Regions from separate parts of the Gossypium arboreum genome. Here region 1 is linked to region 2. Evidence: chromatin contacts called from public Hi-C data. All regions are on one chromosome and are shown on one strand. The core of a region is the stretch at or near the end of the contact, and the rest is flanking DNA. Distances in the headings are between cores, read along the strand shown. Region 1 holds the start of LOC108486249 (tubulin alpha-3 chain). Region 2 holds the start of LOC108486345 (protein RRC1-like).

Region 1 (5,391 bases), core at 930-3,429, 520 kb before region 2:
TAAGTATTCAAAGACGATAAGGAAACAAGGACCAGAACAACTTGACTTTCAACAGAATTGATTTTGAATGTAATAAATAAAACCAATTTTTGTAACCATTGAACTACTGAAGCAGAGCTTTCCATCTTACCAGTCAACAAACTGCACAGTCCTCTTTGTTTTAATAGTAGCAACAGCAGCATTAACATCCTTGGGCACAACATCTCCTCGATACATCAGGCAGCATGCCATGTACTTCCCATGCCTAGGATCGCACTTCGCCATCATGCTTGAGGGCTCGAACACAGCGTTTGTGATCTCAGGAACTGATAACTGTTCATGGTATGCTTTCTCAGCTGAGATAACAGGCGCATAAGAAGAGAGCATGAAATGGATTCGAGGATAAGGCACAAGATTGGTTTGGAACTCTGTAATGTCCACATTAATGGCTCCATCAAACCTTAAAGAAGTTGTCAAGGACGATATGATTTGAGAAATCAACCGGTTCAAATTGGTGTAAGTTGGTCTCTCGATATCGAGGGATCTCCGGCATATGTCATAAATTGCTTCATTGTCCAAGAGCACAGCCACATCTGTGTGTTCAAGAAGCGAATGAGTGGACAGAACGCTATTGTAAGGCTCCACAACTGCAGTTGAGACCTGCAAATTTAACAAGAAAAAACCCAAAGAACAGTCCAACACAATTGAGTTTATCAACTTTCATTCAAGTCCCAAACCTTTGATTTCATCAAAGTGTATCATTGAACTTCTATAACTAACATATTAGGTCACTTATTCTAATTCCATTAAATAATTTTACTGCAAAAGCTGTCTTAGCATGCACATATGACTTGCTTTCCACGCATAACCAACTTTGGAATTTCATGCTCGGTAAGGTATGCACGATTAACCAACTTTTCCATTATGGACTTAGCATAAGTGACCTAATTTATTAATAATAGAAGTTTAATGGTTAAATTTGATAAAATTAAAGGCTTGTGATCTACATGGACCATAATGTAAATTAACCCCACATAAAAGTTTCAAAGGCTAAATGGCAAACCGAAAATGGTGATTTCCATGAGTTAGCAGCAACCAAAACAGCTAAGTACCTGAGGCGAAGGATAGATGGTGAACCCAAGCTTTGACTTCTTTCCATAATCTACCGACAAGCGCTCCAACAACAAAGATCCCAAACCAGAACCAGTTCCACCGCCGACAGCGTTAAACACCATAAAACCTTGCAGACCAGTGCAGTTATCAGCTAACTTCCTAACTCGATCAAGGCAGAGATCAACAATTTCCTTTCCAACTGCAAAACAAAAGCGGAATCAGAGTAAGGAAACAAACAAACAACACCAAAATGGAAGCGAAGTGCAGAGAAAGGATGTTTGTTACTTGTATAGTGGCCTCTGGCAAAGTTATTAGCAGCATCTTCCTTGCCAGAAATAAGCTGCTCAGGGTGGAAAAGTTGACGATAAGGGCCAGTCCGCACTTCATCGATAACAGTGGGCTCCAGATCAACAAAGACAGCTCTCGGTACATGCTTTCCTGAACCCGTTTCGCTGAAGAAAGTGTTGAAAGCATCGTGTGCTACACCGACTGAGGTGTCACTGCATTCACCGTTAAGCTTCTTCAGCAAAACACATTAGCAATGCCATTACAAGAAAAGAACAAAAGGAGGAAAAAAAACAGAGAAACCGTTATCTCATGACTAGATCCAAACTTTTTGTTAAAAGAGAAATAAGTTTGGAATTTTGATCCCAAAAACAAAATAAAATAAAACCTGGGCATGGTTCCATCAGGATGAATTTCATGTTCAAGACAGTAAAGCTCCCAGCATGAATTCCCGACTTGAATCCCAGCTTGACCAATGTGGACGCTAATAATCTCTCTCATCTCTTCTTTTTCTTTCTGCCTAAGGTCAAAATAAGTAAAGATCTGGAATTTAGAAGACTCGATACAAAAGGATCTGAGTTAAATCTGATCAGATCTAAATAAATTTGTTAGGGAAAATGGAATGGAACTATGAATGCAAAGGATAATGAGTGAACTGAACTAGACTGAAGGCTGAGAAGATACAAATATACTAAATATCTGCTTTCATTTCCCCTATTTAAGGTCGGCAGCTAATGCAAAGTTTCGAAATTTATTCTCTAAAAAATATTGTATACACCAATCACATTTTACTAATTTCATTAATTATATGATATAATTTTTTCATAAATAGTTAACATTAGAGGTGCGTATGAGTTGGGCCAGGCCGGGTTTAGGTTCGGGTTAGGCTAAGCTAAAAATTTAGTCTCGTTTGCTAGGCCCGGGCCTGGCCTGGCCCAAAAAATAGGCCTAAAATTTTGTTCAAGCCCGACCCGAATAAAAATGTTAAAACCCGAGTTATACTCGGCCCGCCCATGTTAATTTTTATATTATTTTTATATAATTTTAAAATATATATAAACTATTAAAAATACTAAAAACATCAAGATAAATATTTCTCAACATATTGAAAATAAATTTTAAAAATATTTATACTTAAATAACACTAAAATAGATGCAACTTAATGCTTCTAAAATAATAACAAAATTAACAAATGTGTTTAAAATAATAAAAAATTAACAATAAAATAAATTTTATACAATATCCAAACAATAACAACAAAATAGTAGCAACATAATAGTAAAATAGTAGCAAATAGGGAGAAAACAATAAGGAAATAATATTAAAAAAATAGATTTTTTGTCATGTAGTGAATTCGGGTCGGGTCGGGCCAGGCTCGGGCCAAAAATGCCTTACCCGAGGCCTGACCTGTTTTTTAAACAGGCCTAATATTTTTGCCCAAGCTTATTTTTCGGACCTATATTTTTGCCCAAACTCTCTCAAATTTCGAGCGGGCTTTTGAGCCAGGCCGGGTGGCCTGGCCCATACACACCTCTAGTTCACATGACATTTCTTTTATAATTGAAGTGGGAATGCACTAAATTAAATTGGTTTAACACTAATGTATCATTTTTTATGGTATGGGGAGTAATAACTTATTTTTTTATAGGGAGTAATAATTTATTTTGCCCTCCACTTTATAAAATAGGTTATTTTAGTTTTATATTTAATCTTTTATTTTTTTATTCTTTTAATTTGTATTTTTTTTACCAAATCATTCCAGAACTAATGGAAAAGTTACTGTTATTAATTTTACCGACGTAGTATACACGTGAATTGTCTCATGGATGACATGTTGTCTCGAAATAATTCAATTGATGTGCAAGTATACACAAGTAATAAAGAAGTAAGTAACAGTTGTCGTCTTCATACGGACTGTTTATACAAATAAAAAATTGCAAAATTAATCCTTATTGGTTGGTGATGAGATCAATTAAAGTGTGATGAATTTCCTAATTATACTAGATTAACCTAAGTATGATTAAAATTTAAATTAAACGTATGATTAAAATTTAAATTGAACACAAAAAATTAAAAATGTAAGTTTTTAAGAGTAAACACAATAGCAAGCACGTGTTCGAATAATTGTCTTTCCCAACTTATAATTATTAACACTACTAAGAGATGTTATGGAGATTTCGTGGCATATTGATAATTTACTAAACTTGATTTTACGAGTGCTTAGCTTCTCTCAAAGACCTAAGCTTAACCTTTTAGTCAACATATTTCTATGTCTAGTCCGACCTTAAGATTACCTTTCCAACCATCGTCTAAGGAATCACATTTATTAAAATATTAAGTTTTTCTAGCATATGTCCATGTCAATTAACTTAGCATTTTAATAAGTAAGTGACCGCCTATAAACGTGTTACTGTTTATAGTAAAAATAACACACTAAAAATTTATAAAATTAGAATAGCGTTGTCCACAAGCATACGAGTCAAATTGTAATATAGTAAAGTTTACAACGAAACACTAGTAAGTATTCCGAGAATCGTACCCAATGGATTGCAGATTTGATAAATTAATATTAAATTAATTATAGAAAATAATTACTAATCTAGTTGAGTCACAAATTAGTAGTGTTAATCCAAATTGAGATTTTAATTAAACTATTTAAATTAAATAACCTAAACTAACCTAATGGAATTTCATATTCCTAGTGTCAACAATGCGAGCCTCTAGCCTATGATCAATTAAATCATTAATTAATAAACAAAAGATTAATTAATCTCAGAATTCATGTTCTAATATGAATTAGCTATTAATTAACTAGTATTGCCTCCCTACCTCTACTAATTAATTAATCAACGGATACTCGCTTATCTCCTGACCTCACTTTCTCCATAAGGATAAACCATGATTTACTCAAATTGGTTTATCTCCTGATATTGTCTCCCCTATGATAACTTCCTAGGGTTGTCAAACTTAGGGTTTAGGAAAGTGTAATCTATACCAACTACTCTTATTATGAACCCTTATTCTTTTGTTAATTAATTGAATTAATTAATTAAGTGGTTCAATAAACGAATCATGCAAGATATGAATAAAGCACAAGATTTATTCTAATATTCATACAAACATTAGTTGATCAAGTTAACGAAATATAAATAAAAGAATAAAATAGAAGAGTAGAGAGAATGCTCATGAATATATATTGAAGCGCGGATCCAAAGCAATCTTCGCTCGCAATTGTCTTCACATTAGAATAGAAAAGTTTCAGCTACACGAATATGAAAAGAAAATAAAACAAAATAGTAAAACTATCTACCTAAGTCTGCTTACCATTCTGGTGACATTAAGGCGTTTATATATAAGCTACAAGTTGCTTGGTGACCACTTAACCTATAACATTGGGATTCTAATAAATAAAATATTCTGATAAAGCTATGGTCTAAATAAGAAAATTTCACAAAAGTGTTGTCCAAGGAAATCAACTTCATTTTGGTCAGCCACGTTGCCACACCAAGGAAGAACTCATCAGGACATTGCCTCGTTGGGACGTGGAAGCCTTCATCATTGGGACGTCACGCGCTACTTCCTGTTGGGATGTTTCTTGGTGTCATGTAGTGCCACGAGATACTTGTGTCGCACCATGACGTTCGTTCCTTGCAATCTTAGGCTTGAAATGACTTCTGCACACTTAATAAACCTATTAAACTTCCCAAGGCCCGAGTCAGACTTACGAGTCATCGAAATGGAAAAAAAATGCGTAAAAATACTTATTTTATTAATATTTTTATTCCTAACATACTAATATCGAAAGTACAATAATTAATTATAAAATAATAAGAAAACAAGCTCGTTAAGTGTAGAAATGACTTAAAATAACTACTACAAGTGACATCAGGTCACTTACCCCCACACTTAAGTCTTTACTTGTCTTTAAGCAAATTAAACAAAATAAAAACTAACACTAAAACTGAAAAAAAAAAGAAAATGAACATGTAATAAAATGTAATTGAGCTAGCTTG
Region 2 (5,150 bases), core at 369-2,868:
CCAACTAGATGCGAAGGTATAACATGGTGTGACGTCAAACGAAAAAGATTTAACGGCCAAAATTGCATTATAACCATTCATTTGAATTGATCTTTACAAATAAAAAGTAATGATTTCTTTTTCTATCTCTAATTACTCCATTGAAGTCAGTTGACTGGTAGTGGAACTTTTCATATTTCTTTTACACCATGGTAGATGTTATCAACAGCAAAGTATCATTAACTTCGGAGTAGTTTTCTTTCATAAAGCAGATTAGGACTTATAAATAAGCCATAAAAGGTAAAACTTCCACAATGGAGTGGCAATTAAGAATTGAAATTCAGAAAACTATAAACAACAAGTATTTCTTTTCGAAACTAGAAAAGCCCCCTCCCCCCACTAATTGAATCCTTTTAAAGTAAATGGTACGCAAGTTGGAACACCGCTATATGAAATTCTTTTTCACGATATTATAGAAGAAGCCCTTAAAAATACAAGGCTAGAATGAAAACAGCACTATTGTCACCACACAGCTTTTCCATCCATGATGCCTCACCAAAGAGCATTAACAATGCAGCGCGGTTAATCAAAAGCAATTATTATTACCTACTTCCCTTCTTTGGAACAGACATCCCATCTTTGGACTTTTCACCTGCCATCCGCGAATGAATAAAAAAGGCCCATATTTTTATTAATGTGTCCTCGTGATACAATAGAAAAATTATTCTACTAATCCATAGTGCAAAACAAAAACATCGACACCTAAAAAACTAAGACAAAATTATTAAAAAAATTGCTGCTTGAAACACAAAAGTTGAGTCTCGGGATCAAACTAACCTTCAGAATCGGATTTCAACCTCTCGTTGGGATTGATTGTTCCACCTCGAACAAATGCCTTCGATCCAGGGGTATTATCTCCTTGAAACGATGCCACAAACTCCTCGTATAATCGAGCAGTTTCGTCCTCTGCCCTCTAATAAAACCAAAAAGAAAAGCCAGAAATTGAAGTCAATTATTTGGCTCCAGAAGCTGCAAATTCTAGCAAGAACCAAAATTAATTAATTTTTTTGAGCTCTGTAACTAAGAGAGGCAATTGTACCTTCTTCTTGGCTTCTTCCTCTTCTCTGTGCTTCTGGAAAGGCGTTTTCTTACGCGTGATTGAAAATGGACTCATCTTCAAATTATTTAATCAGGCATACAAAACCCTAATCATTCAACCTCAAAAATAATTATCTTAAATCCCCCCCCCCCCAAATTGATCGAATCCTTAACATAGAGTAAACCCAAACAAATTACACCACCTCCAAGCGTGGAGTATAGAGAAGAGGGCGTGAAACCATACCTGAGCCAGATCCAAGGTTTTCTGCGATAGAAGGGATGGATTGTTAGGTTCGGGCCAAAAAGAAACGTAGCCAAAATAGGGGGAAACAGATAGAATATAGAACCCTTTAGTATAGTGATTTATTTACTTCATTAAAGAAAAGAAAGAAAGAAATTGTCTCTTCTATTATTTAGCCCCCTGAATTAATAAAAAGGTGACCAAGTAATTTACTCACCACAAGAGCAACTAATGACAATTACCTTGCACCGCTGAATTGTGAGCGTTATATTTTTCAACAAGATATTAACAATTTATCACGGTTAATTATACTCAAATTCAATATTTTATCATTCTTTAAGTATCTTTGCACATTATTTAAGTTTTAAGTTTTATTTTTATATTTTTATATAATAGTATAAAAGAATAATAATTTAGTTCTAGGAGAGTATATAAAATGTTAAATTAATTAGGTAAAATTACATATGATGCTTGTGTTTCTTATTAATTTTATTAATATCCGTATTGTCTAATACTTTTGGACCAACTTATTATATACAATAATTTGATTTTAGGTTTTGTTACTTGTTTAGAGATTTTCGTCTCAAGTATTATTAATTATAAAAATAATTAATATTTTTTAGAATTTAAAATTATATAATTAGGCTAAATGAGGCATATATGTCAAAAATAATTGGCAAAATAGGCTTTTTTTTATTAAATTAAGGAAATAGGTCAATTTTAGAGAGAGTACATGAAAACTTGTCTAGCTGGAAGCATTTTCTGCAAAGTTGCAGGAAAGTGAGCCTAGTTAGATGCGTTTTCCTCTGAGTTGGCAAGAAAGCGCGCCCAACTGGACGCGCTTTCCTCCAATGGTAAATTCCCAACAGTCAAATTACAAATTCGACCAATGGTAAAATTATAATTTGCCCAATGGTAACTTTTTTCCTTATATAAGTCTAAGTCATTTTCCACTCTTTTCACTCAAATCTAATTGGTAACTTTTTTTCTTATATGAGCCTAAGTCATTTTCCACTCTTTTCACTCAAATCTAATTCTCTTCATTCTCTCTATTCTCTCAATATTAATTTCAAATTTTCTAATAAATATTTATAAAAATAATCTAATTTTAGTTTACTATTTCATAATTAAATTTTCACGAATGGCAAGTTCTCTTATTCGTTTCGACGATTAACATAGTTTCGCTGTGAGATTAGCAATGGTAAGGATTTTTTTTTATTAAATTAATTTTAAAGTTTTAATTTTTTAAATTTTTTAAATTATTTTGTTGATATATATAGGCGACTGATTGGGTTTTGGAGAGGTTCATACACAATTTATCAAAGAGCGCACTTAATGCAATTCGTCTTCATTTGCAAGGCGCATGATTCTTACATGTGTCTCGTGTACTCAGAGGTTATAAATTGGACCCCATACTTATCAACGCGTTGGTGGAAAGATAAAGACCCAAGACACATATTTCATCTTTCGTGCAGTGAGTGTACGATCACACTAGAGGACGTACAATTGGGTTTACCGGTGGATAGGGGAGTTCTTATGGGGCCAGTGATCGTTCCTGGTAAGGGGGACATTTACAACGCATTTTTAGGGAAGGTACCGTACAAGTTTTAAGGTGGTCGAATAAAGATTAAATAGTTGGAAGATAATTTCGATGAACTTTATGAATACATGACAACCCTCGAAAAAAATAATATGCTTGAGCATTCAACCTAAGGTTAATTAATGGCATTCTGATGCTCGACAAATCTCGATATTTGGTACACATAAGGTGGCTACTACATCTAGTCAACTTCAAATAATGCGGTCAACTCAATTAGGGATAAGTCGTGTTGGCCACATTGTACTGGGAGTTCTGTCAGGCAACAAAAGCTGATAAGATGTCAATCGGTGGTTTCTTGCTCCTGTTGCAATCATAGGCATGGTGGCGACTACATTTTTACGGACGCCGTTTATACATTCTCACTAGTGACAAGATAAAATTTATTTGATAATAATTTAGTTACCATAGTAAATGTTGTTTATTTATTATATGTTTGAATTAACATATTGTTTGAGTAGGTGAAACTTTGGGCTTAGTTATGTTGGACTACCAAAGCAGCTTAAAGATATTCGGCTACTGTTAGATCAACACTCAGAAGCCGAGATTAGTTATTGAAGTTTTCAAACATATAATAATTACATAATGATTTGGAATTTAATATTTTGTAGATAACAAAATTTATAATTGTGTACGACAATTTGAATGGATGTCATACACTGACCCGAAAATCGTACAATTGATCTTGCCAGAAAATTTGACCAATCAGAGTATGTGGGACACGAAGGTGTCATTGGTAGTTTACATGACGATGGAGATGCACGAATCTGATTGAGTGATGCAACAGTTCGGGTGGAATCAAAATATTCTTCCACCACCATAGGACATTGAAGCACTATACAAGCTTGATTTGTAGGGGAAAACCGACGAAAATTGGCAGGAATTCCACAAGGAATATATCAACATTTGGGATCGTAGGAACGATTTCATACCTATGCGCGAAACTTTTTCGCACCAAAAATGGCGACCTCTATGGAATACATGCCATCGTTTAAACACCATGGGAAGCCATATCTATAGTTGGTGGAGGCAAGGAGTAGGCAAATTTTTCCTAAGAGGCCACGACGATCGCCCCAGAATCCTAGGTCCAAAGTATGTAGCACGACGGGTTCGTCATCGACTCTAATTATGATAATCAGGTTCTCAATTTAAAATGAATTAAATATTTAAAATAAAACAATCTTCAAATGGTTATTTAAAGAAATGAGAATGAAACTTGCAATGCAACTTTTCAAAAAATTAAATTTGTTGGTGTATCAATAGTGAATACTTTGGTAGTTTAATAGTAAAAAAGAACAAGGAGGGAGGGATATGTTAAAAATGCGTCTTTTAATACGGTTTTCATCGAATAATAATTTATGCTCGAGGCATGCTTGAAAACTTACCCAAGATACCCAGGCGTAGCGCATCTTTGCAGGCTTTGGACAAATAGACGAGAGAAAATACGTCCAACTGAACGTATTTTCTGTTGACATGTCAAGGAAAGCACGCCCAGCTGGACTCATTTTCTGCTAACATGTTAGGTAAAGCGCGTCCAACTGGATGCGTTTTCCCTAACATTTCAATAGAAAATGTGTCCAACTGGGTGCACTTTCTCTCCGCCATTTGTCCAAAGCCTGTGAAGATGCCATGCACCTGGGAAAATCGAGTAAGTTTACAAGCACCACTGAAGTTATTATTCGATGAAAACACATCTCAGATGACGCGTTTTTAATGCTCATTATTTTTTTTACTTTAGGCTCACCTCCCAGCCTATAAGAGGCGGCTCTCCCCCTACTCCATCTTCTCTCTCAGCCACCACCCCTCCCCTTTACAAAATTACTCGCTCTCAATTTTCTTCCCACTTCAGTGTTTAAATTTTTCATTGGAAATATTTATTTCTATTTGAGGTAGAGAGTGTGCTAGTTTAAGGTATTTTTGAATCACCAGTGATGCGATAGTGCTCTGAGATGTTGGAAAATCGGGTTTGCAAAACACAACAGAAAATAAATTTAAAGAAAAACTAAAGTTTCAAAAAAATTTCAAAACAAGAACTTGGTTGTGATATCTAAAGTAATAAACACTTAATCAAAATTGTACCATTTCGATTCGTCTAGGATGAATGCTTCGATCGAGTAGTCTTCTCTGCTATCCTCAAGCTCACGTCTGCTAACTGTGGGCTCTCTTCGAATCAGAAAATTTTTCCCAAAAATTACCAGTGGGGTAATTTCACAATTTCTCTAAACTTTTGGGCAA

The links. A called contact is a pair of places that touch in the nucleus more often than the background predicts.
Region 1: a Hi-C map of leaf shows a contact between it and region 2, with 2.7 times the contacts expected there. The contact joins the promoter of LOC108486249 here to the promoter of LOC108486345 in region 2. A contact is called at or near these places in 2 of 5 Hi-C or Micro-C datasets (both in leaf).

What each region holds. Positions count from the first base shown.
Region 1 is chr6:88,115,341-88,120,731 of ASM2569848v2, reverse strand. LOC108486249 (tubulin alpha-3 chain) reads right to left here and starts at 2,179. Exons shown (of 6, transcript XM_053029556.1): 1 at 2,039-2,179; 2 at 1,766-1,897; 3 at 1,378-1,592; 4 at 1,092-1,291; 5 at 131-639. The coding sequence starts at 1,878.
Region 2 is chr6:87,594,248-87,599,397 of ASM2569848v2, reverse strand. It overlaps LOC108486345 (protein RRC1-like), which reads right to left and starts at 1,618. Exons shown (of 18, transcript XM_053029539.1): 1 at 1,536-1,618; 2 at 1,322-1,342; 3 at 1,079-1,153; 4 at 817-952; 5 at 586-631. The coding sequence starts at 1,153.